Regions from separate parts of the Delphinus delphis genome. Here region 1 is linked to region 2. The links are chromatin contacts, called in public Hi-C maps. All regions are on one chromosome and are shown on one strand. The core of a region is the stretch at or near the end of the contact, and the rest is flanking DNA. Distances in the headings are between cores, read along the strand shown. Region 1 holds the start of SMIM29 (small integral membrane protein 29). Region 2 holds the start of RPS10 (ribosomal protein S10).

The links. Hi-C and Micro-C count contacts between places; a contact is called where the count stands out from the background.
Region 1: a contact with region 2 is called in a Hi-C map of lung, with 6 times the contacts expected there. The contact joins the promoter of SMIM29 here to the promoter of RPS10 in region 2. A contact is called at or near these places in 2 of 3 Hi-C or Micro-C datasets (lung and muscle).

The regions. Positions count from the first base shown.
Region 1 is chr10:40,066,982-40,073,791 of mDelDel1.2, reverse strand. It overlaps SMIM29 (small integral membrane protein 29), which reads right to left and starts at 5,190. Exons shown (of 5, transcript XM_069541069.1): 1 at 5,118-5,190; 2 at 3,857-4,043; 3 at 3,637-3,662; 4 at 3,261-3,366; 5 at 2,873-3,084. The coding sequence starts at 3,967. The coding sequence ends at 3,019. HMGA1 (high mobility group AT-hook 1) reads left to right here. Exons shown (of 6, transcript XM_060021994.1): 6 at 1,107-2,460. The coding sequence ends at 1,160.
Region 2 is chr10:39,907,107-39,914,748 of mDelDel1.2, reverse strand. RPS10 (ribosomal protein S10) reads right to left here and starts at 1,384. Exons shown (of 6, transcript XM_060021991.1): 1 at 1,256-1,384; 2 at 271-420; 3 at 1-39. The coding sequence starts at 420.

The DNA of each region.
Region 1 (6,810 bases), core at 3,941-6,440, 160 kb before region 2:
TGTGTCCACGAGACCTGAGGGGTCCCAGGTACAAACCAGACCAGACACCCTGCGCTGCCCTACTGGGGGTGGTCCCTGTCTCTCCTTCCTCTGCTTTTAGAACAGACTCAGAACTTCTTGGGTGAACTTGGAGGTCAACTACTAGTGTTTCTCCTCCGCTGCCATTATAGAAACGAGAATGAAGAGGTTTAAGGAGCAGCAAGGGAGCTCAGGCCTTGGCAGGCGGGCGGGTGAGGGGGTCACGTTGGGTGGGGGTTGAGGTGCGATGCCGCAGGGAGCTACCTCCTCAGGGAGGCGCCGTCCATCTCTAGGCCCCGATAGCTGGTAATGGAAGTAGGCGGGTTGAGCCGGGAGATGCTGCCAGGGGGTCCACTGCAGTGAGGGCCCTCCCAGCCCTTTACTGTCCCCAACCTGTCTTCCCTGAGGCGTTCATTCCTCGAGCCACCACCGGGTGAGGGGAGCTCTGGGTGCTGGCCGGGACCCAGGAGTGAGTAACAGGAAACAAGTTGTTTTGGAGTTTGTGCCTGGCACGGGGGCCCCGTGTGGTGTCCCGACATTCCCGCCCAGTGAGTGAGCCCCGGCGGCACACACTTCCCCTTCCTCCCCGCCCTGGCCTGGGGTCAGCCTGTGGCCACTGCTCCGCAGCCCAGCAGCTGCCCCTGCAGGCCAAGGCCACTCGGCCAAGGCCACCCACCAGGGGGGCTCATGCAGCCTCCAGCCACCCCTTCCCTCCTCATTTCCTCTCCCTGGCTGCCTCCTCTCCTCCCCTGCCCGAGAACCAATCACGTCCTCGCTTCCTCGAGCTCAGTGGTGCCCCGAGCTCTGCCAGGTACCCCTGCCATGGGCCTGGGGGCCAGGGGGCCTGGCTCTGTGTGAGCGCAGCATGTGTGTGGTTTTTTTTCCCTCCCTTTAAATTCTTCCTTTTTTATGAATGAAACTGGGCCGTGGAGGTTGCTGAGTCACCCACACACTCAGCCCTGACTCATCCCCCTTCTGGAGAGCCAGGGAGTGCGGGGAGGGGTTGGGGGCGAGCTTGGCCCCTGGGCGGTGGAGGAGGGAGGGGGACAGGCCTGGCATTCCTGCTGATGGCCCTGCCCACCCTGCAGGAGAAGGAGGAAGAGGAGGGCATCTCGCAGGAGTCCTCAGAGGAGGAGCAGTGACCGTGCCGCGCCGCCAGCTCCCTCACCGAGGAGCAGTTTCCTTCTGGGACTGGACAGCTCCGCTCCGCTCCCACTGCCCCCACCCCTTCCCCCAGGCTCTCGTGTCACCGCCACCCACCTGCGCCCTCACCACCACACTACACAGCACACCAGCCGCCGCCGCAGGGCCCCCGGGGGCCCGAGTCGGGAGCAGTTTCCTTTGATTTCGGGTCCCAGCGACCCCTGACCCACGCACCTGACTTCCCACCGAGCTGCTCCCGTGCTGCTGCATCCCCACTCCCTCAGCGTGGGGACCTTGCTGGCTGGGCTCTTGGTTTCGGGGTCCCTTCTAATCCCCGACTCTTTCCTCTGGCTTCCCATTAAGGGGCCTGGGAGGGCTCCCCTGGCCTTAAAAAGGGGCCCAAGCCCCATCTCATTCTGACATGCCCCACTCCCACTGTACTAGCGGCAGCAGGCGTGGCCACTGGAGAGGGGTGATGGGCCCCAGATGCCCCCAACCAAGCTGTGTCTCACCAGGGGTGGCTCGCACGCCCTTTGCTTCCTTCCCACCTTGCCTAGTCCCTGCAGTAGGTTGGGCCGCCCCCTTGGGGGCACAGGAAGGCAGGCAGGAGGGGTTTAAGCCCCCTCCCCCCTCTAAGCAGGCTCCAATCTACCTTGCCCTCACCCTGGAATCCAGTGCAGTGATGAAAATGCAAAGTCACCTTTATCCAGGTGAGGCCCAGGAGGCCTGGGCTCCCGGTGGCAGCCACTTAAGGCGGGCTAGAGCCACTCCCTGTCCCTGTCTGCTTCCACTCTAGACCTCGGTTTCCCCTTCCTTCCCTCACTCGGGGCACTAATAACAAGGAGCTAGCCTTGCCCACTCCCATCCTTCTGCTCCTCCCCAACCCCCAAGGTTCTGGTTCCATCTTTCCTCTGTTCACAAACTACCTCTGGACAGTTGTGTTGTTTTTTGTTCAATGTTTCATTCTTAGACATCCGTCATTGCTGCTGCTACCAGCGCCAAATGTTCATCCTCATTGCCTCCTGTTCTGCCCACATTCCCCTCCTCCAAGATGCTCTTAGGGGAAGGGGCCTGGGGCAAAGCAGGCTGGGTTACCGACTACCCCAGTCCCAGGGAAGGTGGGGCCCTGCCCCTAGGATGCTGCAGCAGAGTAAGGAGGGGGGCCTGTGTTGACCGTCGGGTGTAGGGGCCACCTTCTCCCCCTGTTCTGTCAGGGAGGAGGTAGCCATTATTTGTCCCAGCCTGGGGCCCCCCCTCTGGTTTCCTATTTGCAGTTACTTGAATAAAAAAATATCCTTTTCTGGACTGAGTCTTTCTGTGATGGGTGCCTGGAATAGGGAAGGGTGGAAACCAAGGCTCTAGTGGGTGGGGGAGGAAGAAGAAAAAGCATTGGCGTCAGCTCCAGGGAAGGTAACTTAAGCCCCTCTTGAAGAAGTCAACTACACCCCTAGCCACAAAACGTTTTATTTACAAAATATATATACCGAATATTATACATTAGGCCCTGTCACCATGGGAACAGCTCCAAAGCCAAGTCAGGGAGGGCTAGAGAAAGGTGGTGCCTGTGGAAGGGCAAAGCTCCACCCTGTCTCCCAGCCACCCTTCCACCCCAGAAGGAAAAATTCCCATTAGCTCCTGGGAGTGGCTGGTAGGCTCAGCCCACAAAGGACTGAAGGCCTAGCAGGGAGTGAGGTGACAGTGGGGGCTGACTGCTATGCAGGGCTTAGGACTGGAGACAGATGGGAGGAGGAATGGAGACCCAGTACCCGGGAGGGGGAGCTGGGGGAAGCAGCAGGCTGCAGGGCCCTGGACGTTCCAGGACCCCATGGTTCTGAAGAGCAGGGCAGGGGGCTCAAGTCATGTCTTGACATCCAGCAAGGGCATCCGCTTGTGCTGGTAGCCACTCTGCCAGCCATGGACCACCTGTAGGGGAGGAGACCCGCACCACAGGGCACAGTCCGCAGCACAACTTGGGAGGAGGCACCCCACTAGCCACGGCCCACATGGGGAAGGCTGAGAGCAGAACCAGGCTCTGTCTTCAGGGGTATCAATAGAGCAGGCCCACCTCTGCTGATTCTCGCTGTCCCCAGAGTGCTCACCTTGGGGTCTCCCACGTCAGAGAGGAGCTCCTGCTCAGCCTCGTGCAGCTCCTCAGCAGGGTCGTAGCTGTACACAGGGAGCAGGTGATGGCGAAGCCGGTCCACCCTGGGGAGCATGGGAGGGGGCTCAGCCCAGGGGACCCACTCCCCTTCTTCAGACACCTGACTGCCCTGTCTCTACTCCCCCTGGCAGGGGCACACTAGAGCTCTAACGAGACATGTCTGGGCAGGAAAACCTAACGGGAGTGCAGGGAATTTCAGGTTTGTGTCTGAATGGCTGAGGAGCATCTTACATGTATGCAGGGATCTCAGATCCTGTGGGAAGAACTTTAAGCACAATTCGGGGGAGGGGGTGCGGGGGGGCAGGGACACTCACCGCTTTTTCTTCTGGACATACATTACCTGTAACAGAGACACAGCACTGTGGAGGCCGCTGAGCCCAGGATGGCCCACAAGTGACAGGGGTTTACCTCCACACCCTCCTCTCCCGTAACAGCAGGACAGCTGAGATGCTGTGTGCAGGCTGGACCAGGCCCACCCAGCCCTGCCTTCGCAAAGGTGTGGGTAGGTATGTATGTATGTGGGGGGTTCCTTACCACGGCCACCACCACCCCGACCAGGGTGATGAGGAAGAAGGGCCCCAACACATAGCCCACCATGGAGTCGCTGCTGGCCTGTGGGGCATTGGGCACTGTGGTGTTACTCATGACATCGGCAGCCAGAGGGCTGGGTAGTCAGCATGGGCAGTAGTACTGCCTCGGGAGGGCGCCTCCACTGGGCTCCCTGGGGAGGAGGAAGGAGGTTGTCAATTCCACTCAGGCTCCGGATTCCTCCCCAAGAGCTAGTAATATATGAAAACTTAGGTCAGGCACTGGGAAGAGGGATCTTCCAGGTCAATGTGCTGGGTTTAACCCTCCAGGGACTCTCAGCAAGTCCTGGGTGTAAACGGCACCAAAGGGAGGCCCAGACCAGGGCCTGAGTCCTGCCCAGCTCCTATCCCCACATCGGGGGGGGTGGGGTGCTCAGCTCAGGTGCTGGCCAAACATTTGCAGATATCAATTCCTGAGGAGAGGTTAGATGTAGGTTCCCAGCTCCTGCCCCAGCCTCCGGGGTACTGGACTGCCAGCAGCTATCCAGTGGAGCAAAATGGGGATATTAGGTTAAAACATGAGGGTCCTGCATTGCAGCCTAGGGGTGAGGTGGGAGCATCTGAAGGAGACCATCTCGGCCCGGGTCCAGTGCCCACACTTCGGTCTATATAGGTCCTATGCCCTCTTTGTCCCTGGAGTCACGCCAGGCATAGCCTGGGCACCGTCTCCCCCATCGGTCTCATGTGCCAGGGTGGACACAAGTGGGCAGGGCTGGACTGCATCTGCGAGGTGATGTCACCGCCCCCTGGTCCCCACTCGGGGCTCCGCCCGGGTCCCTCCCCTCCTGGCCTGGAATGACAGAAGGAAGTGGAGAGGGTCAGCTCCCATGACAGATGCAAGGAGACTGTCCACGGGTGGCTGCACGCAGATACACCCAGGTCCTTGACCCCGGTTCTCCTGGGCTTCTATCGGAGGGCAAGGTATGAACTACCCGTCCCGCTACCCGTGGAGGCTCCGGGCTTACCCAGTCGCATGCCCGTCCCATAGTAGAGGGGACATGCCGAGGTAGGGAGGGTGACAGGCCGTTCCTAGGATGCGGACCAGCAACGGAGAGCGGGAGGTAGTTCCCACGGCGCTGGGAGGCTCAGGCCAGGGGAAGGGAACTTAGGGGGAGCACAGAGGGGCCCGGGCCTCCTGGCATCCCAACACCCCGAGGCGTGGACCTGTACCCGCGCTTTGCAGCCCATCCAACCCGGCCAAGCCTTACCTCCCGCCGATGCAGCCCGGAAAGGAACGCCCTCGGTTGGCTCCCGGGCCCCGGAAGAGCCGTCAGGCGCGTGATCAAAGGACCCGGGGAAATGGGCGGGGCCACAGTATCAGGGTGCAGCCAATCCGATGGCGGCAGGCAGAAGGCCCGGAGGCTTCGGGAGGGGCCAATCCGGAGGCCGGGGGTGCTGGCGGCGCCGAGCCGAGACGGCCTGGGCTGCGGGGTCCACCCTGTGACGGCAGGGGGCAGCCGAGGGCTGCGCAGCGGGGAGGGGCGGAGAGGGGAGGGGCGCGCGCGGCTTCCCGGCGTACCCCGGGGCGGACCCCTGCTATGCGGCCGCGCTTGGGAGCTCACATTCCAGGGAGAGGCCTGGCGTCCGCTTTACTCGCACTTCTGGTTGGAGCCCAGTCACGCTCTAACGTTTAGCCCAGGCCCCACAAGGCCTCCAAAGCCCCGCAAGGGCTTTGTTGGGCCCTCTAGACCTCCTAGCGGCGCAGACTGGCCCTCTGTGCAGTGCTCAGAGTGTGTAGGCAGGCCTGGGGTAGCCCCTGCCCAGCCTTGGACCTCAGGTCCACCCACCTAGCCACCTTCTCTGCGCCTCACTCTTAATATTGGTAAAACAGGCTGCTGTAAGGATTAAACCATGACATGGGTAGAGCCTAGCACGTAGCATATCCAGAATTTTAAATTCCCTGTTAGCCTCTTTCCGGTTTTCCAGGGCACAGACTGAGCAGCGAGGTGAAGTTCCTCTGGGTCATAGGTAACTTGCCAAGTAAGCTTGAGTTGAAGCTTCGGTCGTCTGATAATTAAAAATGTCACACACTTATTGGGGAAATTTGAATAAGATTAGTGGGTTTTACCAATGTCAGTATCCTGGTTGTGATGTTATACTATAGTTTTGCAAAAGTTAGCATTGGGGGAAGCTAAGCAAAGTGTACAAGGGATCTCTGTTATTTCTTACAACTGCATGTGAATCTAGTTACCTCGAATTGTGTGTGTATAGTTTCGTACCACACCTACCTTTCTGTCACCAGAATCACACACAATTGGGAAAACTCCAGATTGGCAGGCGATAGAAAACACCCAAGAACATAAAGGTTGTGGCAGCCGAACTAGGTTGAGGCCCTCCTGGGTCCTCAAGTGCTACTGGAGATACAGGGGTGCTGTGAGTCACCCTATTCTTTTTTTTTTTTTTTTTTTTTTTGGCTGTGCCGCCCCAGCATGCAGGATCTTAGTTCCCCCACCAGGGATCGAACCCATGCCCCCTGCCACTGGACCTGGAGTCCTAACCACTGGACCGCCAGGGAATTTCCTGGGTCACCCTATTCTTGCCAGAGACAGCCAATGGCATGGATGTGGTTGAGCTACTTTGTCTGGTCAGGCCTCAGTTTCCTCAAGTCCTTCCAGAGGTGGTTAGATGAGAGCAGGTCTGGTGCAGAGATGACCCAATTAGGAACCAGAGGGCAGGTGGGAACTTGCCTCTTGCCTCCAGACACCACCATCTGACTGGGGAATCAGATAAAGGGAAAGGAATGAGAGAAAAGCTTGGGTCTGAAGGCTCCAGGTAGATGTCCTGGTATTCTCTGCCTTTGAGTCTGGAGAGTAGGGAGACCACCCATAAGAGTCTTCTATTAGACCTGAGGGCAGAGGAAGGAGGCACCTCCCCAGGCAGGGCCTCCCTCACCTTCCACAA
Region 2 (7,642 bases), core at 135-2,634:
GGCAAACTGTTCCTTCACGTAGCCTCGTGATTTGAGAGACTGTAAGACAGAAAACCACGGTTAAGACATAACTAGAGGCTAGAAAAGCAGTGCAAATGGGAAGCTCAACTTCACAGTAGACAAATTTTCACGGTGTATCTACCTCACAGCCCTTCAAGGCAGCAAGCAGCTCTGGCTGTCCTGACTTCTCCTTGGAATTTGCCTTGAACACCAGCGGAAAATCCCTCCATCTGCACCCCACTCCAGCAGCCACCCCCCCACCCCCGCTACCTGCATGGCCTTCATGACATGAAGATTGGGCACATTCTTGTCTGCCAGCTCGGGGTGCTTAGGCATGTGGACGTCCTTCTTGGCCACCATCACTCCCTCCTTAAAAAGGAGTTCATAAATGGCAATCCGGTTCTTCTTAGGCATCAACATCTGCAAGAAGGAAGCGATTATCAAGAGCATTTTTGAGCAGTGTGGCCACGGGCCAGTAACCCAGTTCATCACCCCCAAAGACCACACACACACACACAAATCGCTGTCCAATGGACTGAAATCTCAAACACACCATGAAAAACAAGAATTCAAACTCCGCTAACTTAAATCCAACAGTGACTAGTTCCCTCCCCCACCCTCGAAAACACGATTCAGGTGAGAAATTGCCAGGACGTTAAAATAAAACGATGGAGGTACATACTCGCTGCAAGACTTTCACACTCACAACAAAGGTATAAAACAGGAAGCAGACCCTGTACGCTCGGACTATTTGGGGACCATCAGCAACAGTACCTAATGCGGAATGGGCGCGGCGGTACCTTCAGGTGCGCGGGAATGACCCAGAGGAAAGCCCTCGATTCATGACAGGCCGCTGACCCCAAACCAAAGGGCTGAAACCTCCACAGCCTACCACTCTTCTCCCAAACTAAACTTCCATGACCAGGCAAAGAGGCAACTCAGGGTGCGGGGTTCTGCCCCGAAAAACAGCGTGCAAGAGGAGCACAGTCTCCCTAGCCTCGCCCGGATCTTCCCCGCCACGCAAAAGCTTCATCTTCCTCTCCCCTCCGCCTTCCACTATCGGGACGCCAATCTTCGCCTGCCAGGGCCCCACTACCCAGCGAAGTGCGCCCCTGGCTCCTCTCATTGCTCAAAAATGGACGGGAGGGGAGCGGGAGCGAGCAGCCTCCGCCACAACCCCGGGGAAGAGCAACGACTACGGCGGCGAGAAGGCCAGGATGGAGACCGATGGAACCCGAACTCCCGAGGAACTAACCGCGACGGCTGCTGGGTCCGGGGCCGGAGCTGGAAAGGAAGGAGTATGTGCGGCGCGGCGTCTCTTCCGGGCTGCCGTGCCCCGCCCCCTGTCAGGACCCGCGCGCTGCCTGAGGTGGCCTCGGCGGTGCCTGAGGGACTGGCGTCTCCGGGCGACCGCGAACCCTGGCTTCCTTGAGGACGAACGCACGTGGAAACCGCCGCTGGGGGCTTCTGACACTGCGTGCTTTATCAATAAATGGTCACTTTTATTGCGTGGGCAGGCCGTTTAGAAAGTCGCTACGTGTTTCTTTTGTTTCCCGTCGGTAACTTATTATTATGTAAATAATATATGCTCTTTGAGGGGGGGAAAGAGAAACCAGACGAAATAATAATAACTGCAATAACAATAATAATAAAAGAATAAAAATAGAATCCCATCAACCGAAGGATCGCTATTAACATTTTGGTATATATTCTTACAAACTCAAAGGAAGTGTATTTTTTAACAAAAATGGGATGTTTTGTATGTACGTTATGGTATGATGTTTGGAAACCTGTTTTTTTCATTTACTAATACATCATGAATCTCTTCTTGTTAATTAATACCTTCAATTGTAATGACTACGTAGTAGTCCGCTGATGGTTTAATCAACACTCTATGACTGGATATATATTTTAGAATTTTTTCACTATTATAACTAACGATGCCACACACCTGCACACTTCTCAAATATTTTCCTTAGGACGAAGTCCTGTCAGTGTAATTGTTGAGTAACAAAGTACACATTTTTAGGTTTTTGACACATGCCACATTGACTTCTGGAAGGCGTTATCAATTACATTCTGGTCAGCTGTTATCAACAAGGCTCGCTTCCTCATTATTAACCCTGCCGACATTGGATATTCATTTTTCTCAGTCTGATAGATAAGAAATATTAATCTCATTGCTCTTTTGATTTGCTTTTCTTGATTACTTCTGTGGTTAAATAGTTTTTCTTTTTAGGCGTTTGTGTTCCTTCTTTTATAAATTCACTTCCATTACCTGTTGTCCTATTAAGTTTTTTCTTATTGATTTGAAATTACTCTATGTATTAAAGCTATTAACCCTTTGTCACATATTTTTCAAGAATTTCTCCCAGTTTTTTTTTCATTTGTTCAATTTAAATAGTATTTCGAAGAAGTTTCACTTTTTTTCCACATTTCTTTGTAGTCAAATCTTTATGGTTTCAGACTTTGGTACAATGCTTAAAAAGTCACTCCACATCTGAATATCATATAAATATTCACCTAGGGACTTCCCAGGTGGTGCAGCGGTTAACAATCGATGCCTGCCAATGCAGGGGACACGGGGTTGAGCCCTGGTGGGGTTGAGCCCTGGTCCGGGAAGATTCCACATGCCGCGGGGCAACTAAGCCCATGCGCCACAACTACTGAGCCTGCGCTCTAGAGCCTGTGCTCTGCAACAAGAGAAGCCACCGCAATGAAAAGCCCGTGCACCGCAACAAAGAATAGCCCCAGCTTGTCCCAACTAGAGAAAGCCCGCGCGCAGCAACGGGGGCCAATGAAGACCCAATGCAACCAAAAATAAATAAATTAATTAATTTTAAAAATATTCACCTATAGTTTCTTCAAGTATTTTTGTGGTTTCACTGTTTAAAAATAAGTATTTGGCAGTTTTGCAGGATGGAAAGAATTCTGGAGATTGGGTGCACAACAATGTGAATTACTTAACGCTACGGAAATGTACACTTAAAATGGTTAAGATGGTAAATTTTATGTGTATTTTGTCACAAGTTAAAAAATAAGTATTCATAACATGTTTACAGAAAATTTTTTTAAAAATCTTGGACAACAAGAAACAAGGAAGAAGGAAAAACATAATCTAAGGACTGGTAAAGCAGATTTGGAAAAGAATACAATAAAATTCCTAGTAATGAAAACTAAAATGATTGAAATTTAAAACAATTTAAAAAAAGAATAAACAATAGATCTGACACACTTGAAGAGAAAAATCATGAAAGGGAAGATAGATGTGAAAAAACAGAACATTCACAATGTAGTCCAGAGATTAAAAGAGATGGAATAAGTGGGTGTGGGCAGGAATAAATTAGGAGGCTGGAATTAACAAATACACACTACTATGTATAAAATAGATAGCCAACAAGGGCCTACTGTATAGCACAGGGAACTCTACTCAATATTACATAATAACCTATAAGGGAAAAGAATCTGAAAAAGAATATATGTATATATGTATAACTGAATCACTGTGCTGTACATCTGAAACTTACACAATATTGTAAATCAACTATATTTCAGTAAAAAAAATTTTTAATAAAAATATATATAACTGGAAAAAAAAGAGATGGGATAGTTGAAAGAAAGGATTTGAGGTGTGAAGGATAGAGAGAGAAAGTCTAATACATGTCTATGTGAAGTCACATAAGAAAATGATAGAGAATATGGGAAAGAGACACTGTCAGTATCCTCAAGAATTCTTGGAAGACAACACACTTCAGAGTCACTGAGATCATCAAATCTCAAGTTGGATAAATAAAAACAGATCCATGCCTAAACATATCATAATGAATTTGCAGGGCATCAGAGACAAAGAGAAGACCTTGAAAGCAGCCAGCAGGAAGACACAGGGGTGATGGCTCACTTCCCAGCAGCAGCTCTGGGATGCAGTTTACTGAAATACAGTCTCGCAGGTCTCTTCCCTTACTGTGGCTAGAGTGATCCTGCTACAACATCAGACCATGTCACTCCTCTGTTTAAAATCCTCCAAGGACTCCCCAGTTCACTTACAAAAATATTCAAAGTCTTTACATGACTAAATTGTTTATGCTTAAATCTTTTAGGGACTTCCCTGGTGGTGCAGTGGTTAAGAATCTGCCTGCAAATGCAGGGGACACGGGTTCAAGCCCTGGCCTGGGAAGATCCCACCTGCGGAGGGGCAGCTAAGCCCATGTGCCACAACTACTGAGCCTGTGCTCTAGAGCCCAAGAGCCACAACTACTGAGCCCATGCACCTAGAGCCCGGGCTCCGCAGCAAGAGAAGCCACTGCAATGAGAAGCCCGCGCACTGCAACGAAGAGTAGCCCCTGCTCGCCGCAACTAGAGAACAGCCTGTGAACAGCAACGAAGACCCAATGCAGCCAAAAATAAGATTGATTAATTAATTAATTAAAAAATAAATCTTTTATCCTCCTGGAATGTCTTCTGGTGTAAAAATTTTCCCTCCAAACGGTAAGATGGTTTCTCAGCAACATTACCTCAATAAGCTATGCTTTTATCTGAAATATCACTGAATTGTTTAGGAGAGATGGATTCAGTTTTAGATTTTGTTGCATTTGTGCCTGTGAGACACACTGGTGAAAAAACCCAGGATGATTTTTTTTTTCTTTTTATATCTCCCTGTACTATGCAGCTGCTTCCTACTAGCTATCTATTTTACATTTGGTAGTGTATATATGTCAATGCTACTCTCACTTCATCTCAGCTTACCCTTCCCCCTCCCCATGTCCTCAAGTCCGTTCTCTACTTCTGCATCTTTATTCCTGTCCTGCCCCTAGGTTCATCAGAACCTTTTTATTTATTTTTTTAGATTCCATATATATGTGTTAGCACATGGTATTTGTTTTCCTCTTTCTGACTTACTTCACTCTGTATGACAAACTCTAGGTCCACCCACCTCACTACAAATAACTCAATTTTGTTTCTTTTTATGGCTGACTAATATTCCATTGTATATATATGCCACATCTTCTTTATCCATTCACCTATGGATGGACACTTAGATTGCTTCCATGTCCTGGATATTGTAAATAGTGTTGCAATGAACATTGGGGTACATGTCTCTTTCTGAATTATGGTTTTCTCAGGGTATATGTCCAGTAGTGGGATTGCTGGGTCATATGGTAGTTCTGTTTTTAGTTTTTTAAGAAACCTCCATACTGTTCTCCATAGTGGCTGTATCAATTTACATTCCCACCAACAGTGCAAGAGGGTTCCCGTATCTCCACACCCTCTCCAGCATTTATTCCTTGTAGACTTTTTGGTGATGGCCATTCTGACCACTGTGAAGTGATACCTCATTGTAGTTTTGATTTGCATTTCTCTAATTAGTGATGTTGAGCATCCTTTCATGTGTTTGTTGGCAATCTGTATATATTCTCTGGAGAAATGTCTATTCAGTTCTTCTGCCCATTTTTGGATTGGGTTGTTTGTTGTTTCTGATATTGAGCTGCATGAGCTGCTTGTATATTTTGAAGATTAACCCTTTGTCAGTTGTTTCGTTTACAAATATTTTCTCCCATTCAGAGGGTTGTCTTTTCGCCTTGCTTATGGTTTCCTTTGCTGTGCAAAAGCTTTTAAGTTTCATTAGGTCCCATTTGTTTATTTTTGTTTTATTTCCATTTCTCTAGGAGGTGGATCAAAAAAGATCTTGCTGTGATTTATGTCAAAGAGTGTTCTTCCTATGTTTTCCTCTAAGAGTTTTATAGTGTCCAGTCTTACATTTAGGTCTCTAATCCATTTTGAGTTTATTTTTGTGTATGGTGTTAGGGAGTGTTCTAATTTCATTCTTTTACATGTAGCTGTCCAGTTTTCCCAGCACCACTTATTGAAGAGATTGCCTTTTCTCCATTGTATATCCTTGCCTCCTTTGTCATAGATTAGTTGACCATAGATGCGTGGGTTTATCTCTGGGCTTTCTCTCCTGTTCCATTGATCTATATTTCTGTTTTTGTGCTGGTACCATATTGTCCTGATTACTGTAGCTTTGTAGTATAGTCTGAAGTCAGGGAGTCTGATTTCTCCAGCTCCATTTTTTTCCCTCAAGACTGCTTTGGCTATTCGGGGTCTTTTGTGTCTCTATACAAAATTTTAAGATTTTTTGTTCTAGTTCTGTAAAAAATGCCACTGGTAATTTGATAAGGATTGCATTGAATCTGTAGATTGCTTTGGGTAGTGTAGTCATTTTCATAGTGTTGATTCTTCCAATCCAAGAACATGGTATATCTCTCCATCTGTTTGTGTCGTCTTTGATTTCTTTCATCAGTGTCTTATAGTTTTCTGAGTACAGGTTTTTTGTCTCCCTAGGTAGGTTTATTCCTAGGTATTTTATTCTTTTTGTTGCGGTGGTGAATGGGATTGTTTCCTTAATTTCTCATTCTGATCTTTCATTGTTAGTGTATAGGAATGCAAGATATTTCTGTGCATTAATTTTGTATCCTGCAACCTTACCAAATTCATTGATTAGCTCTAGTAGTTTTCTAGTGGCATCTTTAGGATTCTTTATGTATGGTACTATGTCATCTGCAAATAGTGACAGTTTTACTTCCTCTTTCCAATTTATATTCCTTTTATTTCTTTTTCTTCTCTGATTTCTGTGGCTAGGACTTCCAAAACTATGTTGAATAATAGTGGCAAGAGTGGACATCCTGATTTTAGAGAAAATGGTTTCAGTTTTTCACCATTGAGAATGATGTTTTCTGTGGGTTTGTCGTATATGGCCTTTATTATGTTGAGGTAGGTTCCCTCTATGCCCACTTTCTGGAGAGTTTTTATCATGAATGTGTGTTGAATTTTTTCAAGAGCTTTTTCTGCATCTATTGAGATGATCATATGGTTTTTCTTCTTCAATTTGTTAATATGGTGTATCGCATTGATTGATTTGCATATACTGAAGGAACCTTGCATCCCTTGGATAAACCCCACTTGATTATGGTGTATGATCCTTTAATTTTTTTTTTTTTTTTTTTTTTTTTGCGGTACGCGGGCCTCTCACCGCTGCAGCCTCTCCCGTTGAGGAGCACAGGCTCCGGACACGCAGGCTCAGCGGCCATGGCTCACGGGCCCAGCCGCTCCGCGGCACGTGCGATCTTCCCGGTCCGGGGCACGAACCTGTGTCCCCTGCATCGGCAGGCAGACTCTCAATCACTGCGCCACCAGGGAAGCCCATGATCCTTTAATGTTTTGTTGGATTCTGTTTGCTTGTATTTTATTTGAGGATTTTTGCATCTATATTCATCAGTGATATTGGTCTGTAATTTTCTTTTTTTGTAGTATGTTTGTCTGCTTTGGTATCAGGGTGATGGTGGCCTCATAGAATGAGTTTGGGAGTTTTCCTTCCTCTGCAATTTTTGGAAGCATTTGGGAAGGATGGGTGTTAGCTCTTCTCTAAATGTTTGATAGAATTCACCTGTGAAGCCATCTGGTCCTGGACTTTTGTTTGTTGGAAGACTTTTAATCACAGTTTCAATTTCATTACTTGTAATTGGTCTGTTCATATTTTCTGTTTCTTCCTGGTTCAGTCTTGGAAGGTTATGCCTTTCTAAGAATTGTCCATTTCTTCCAGGTTGTCCGTTTTATTGGCATAGAGTTGCTTGTAGTAGTCTCCTAG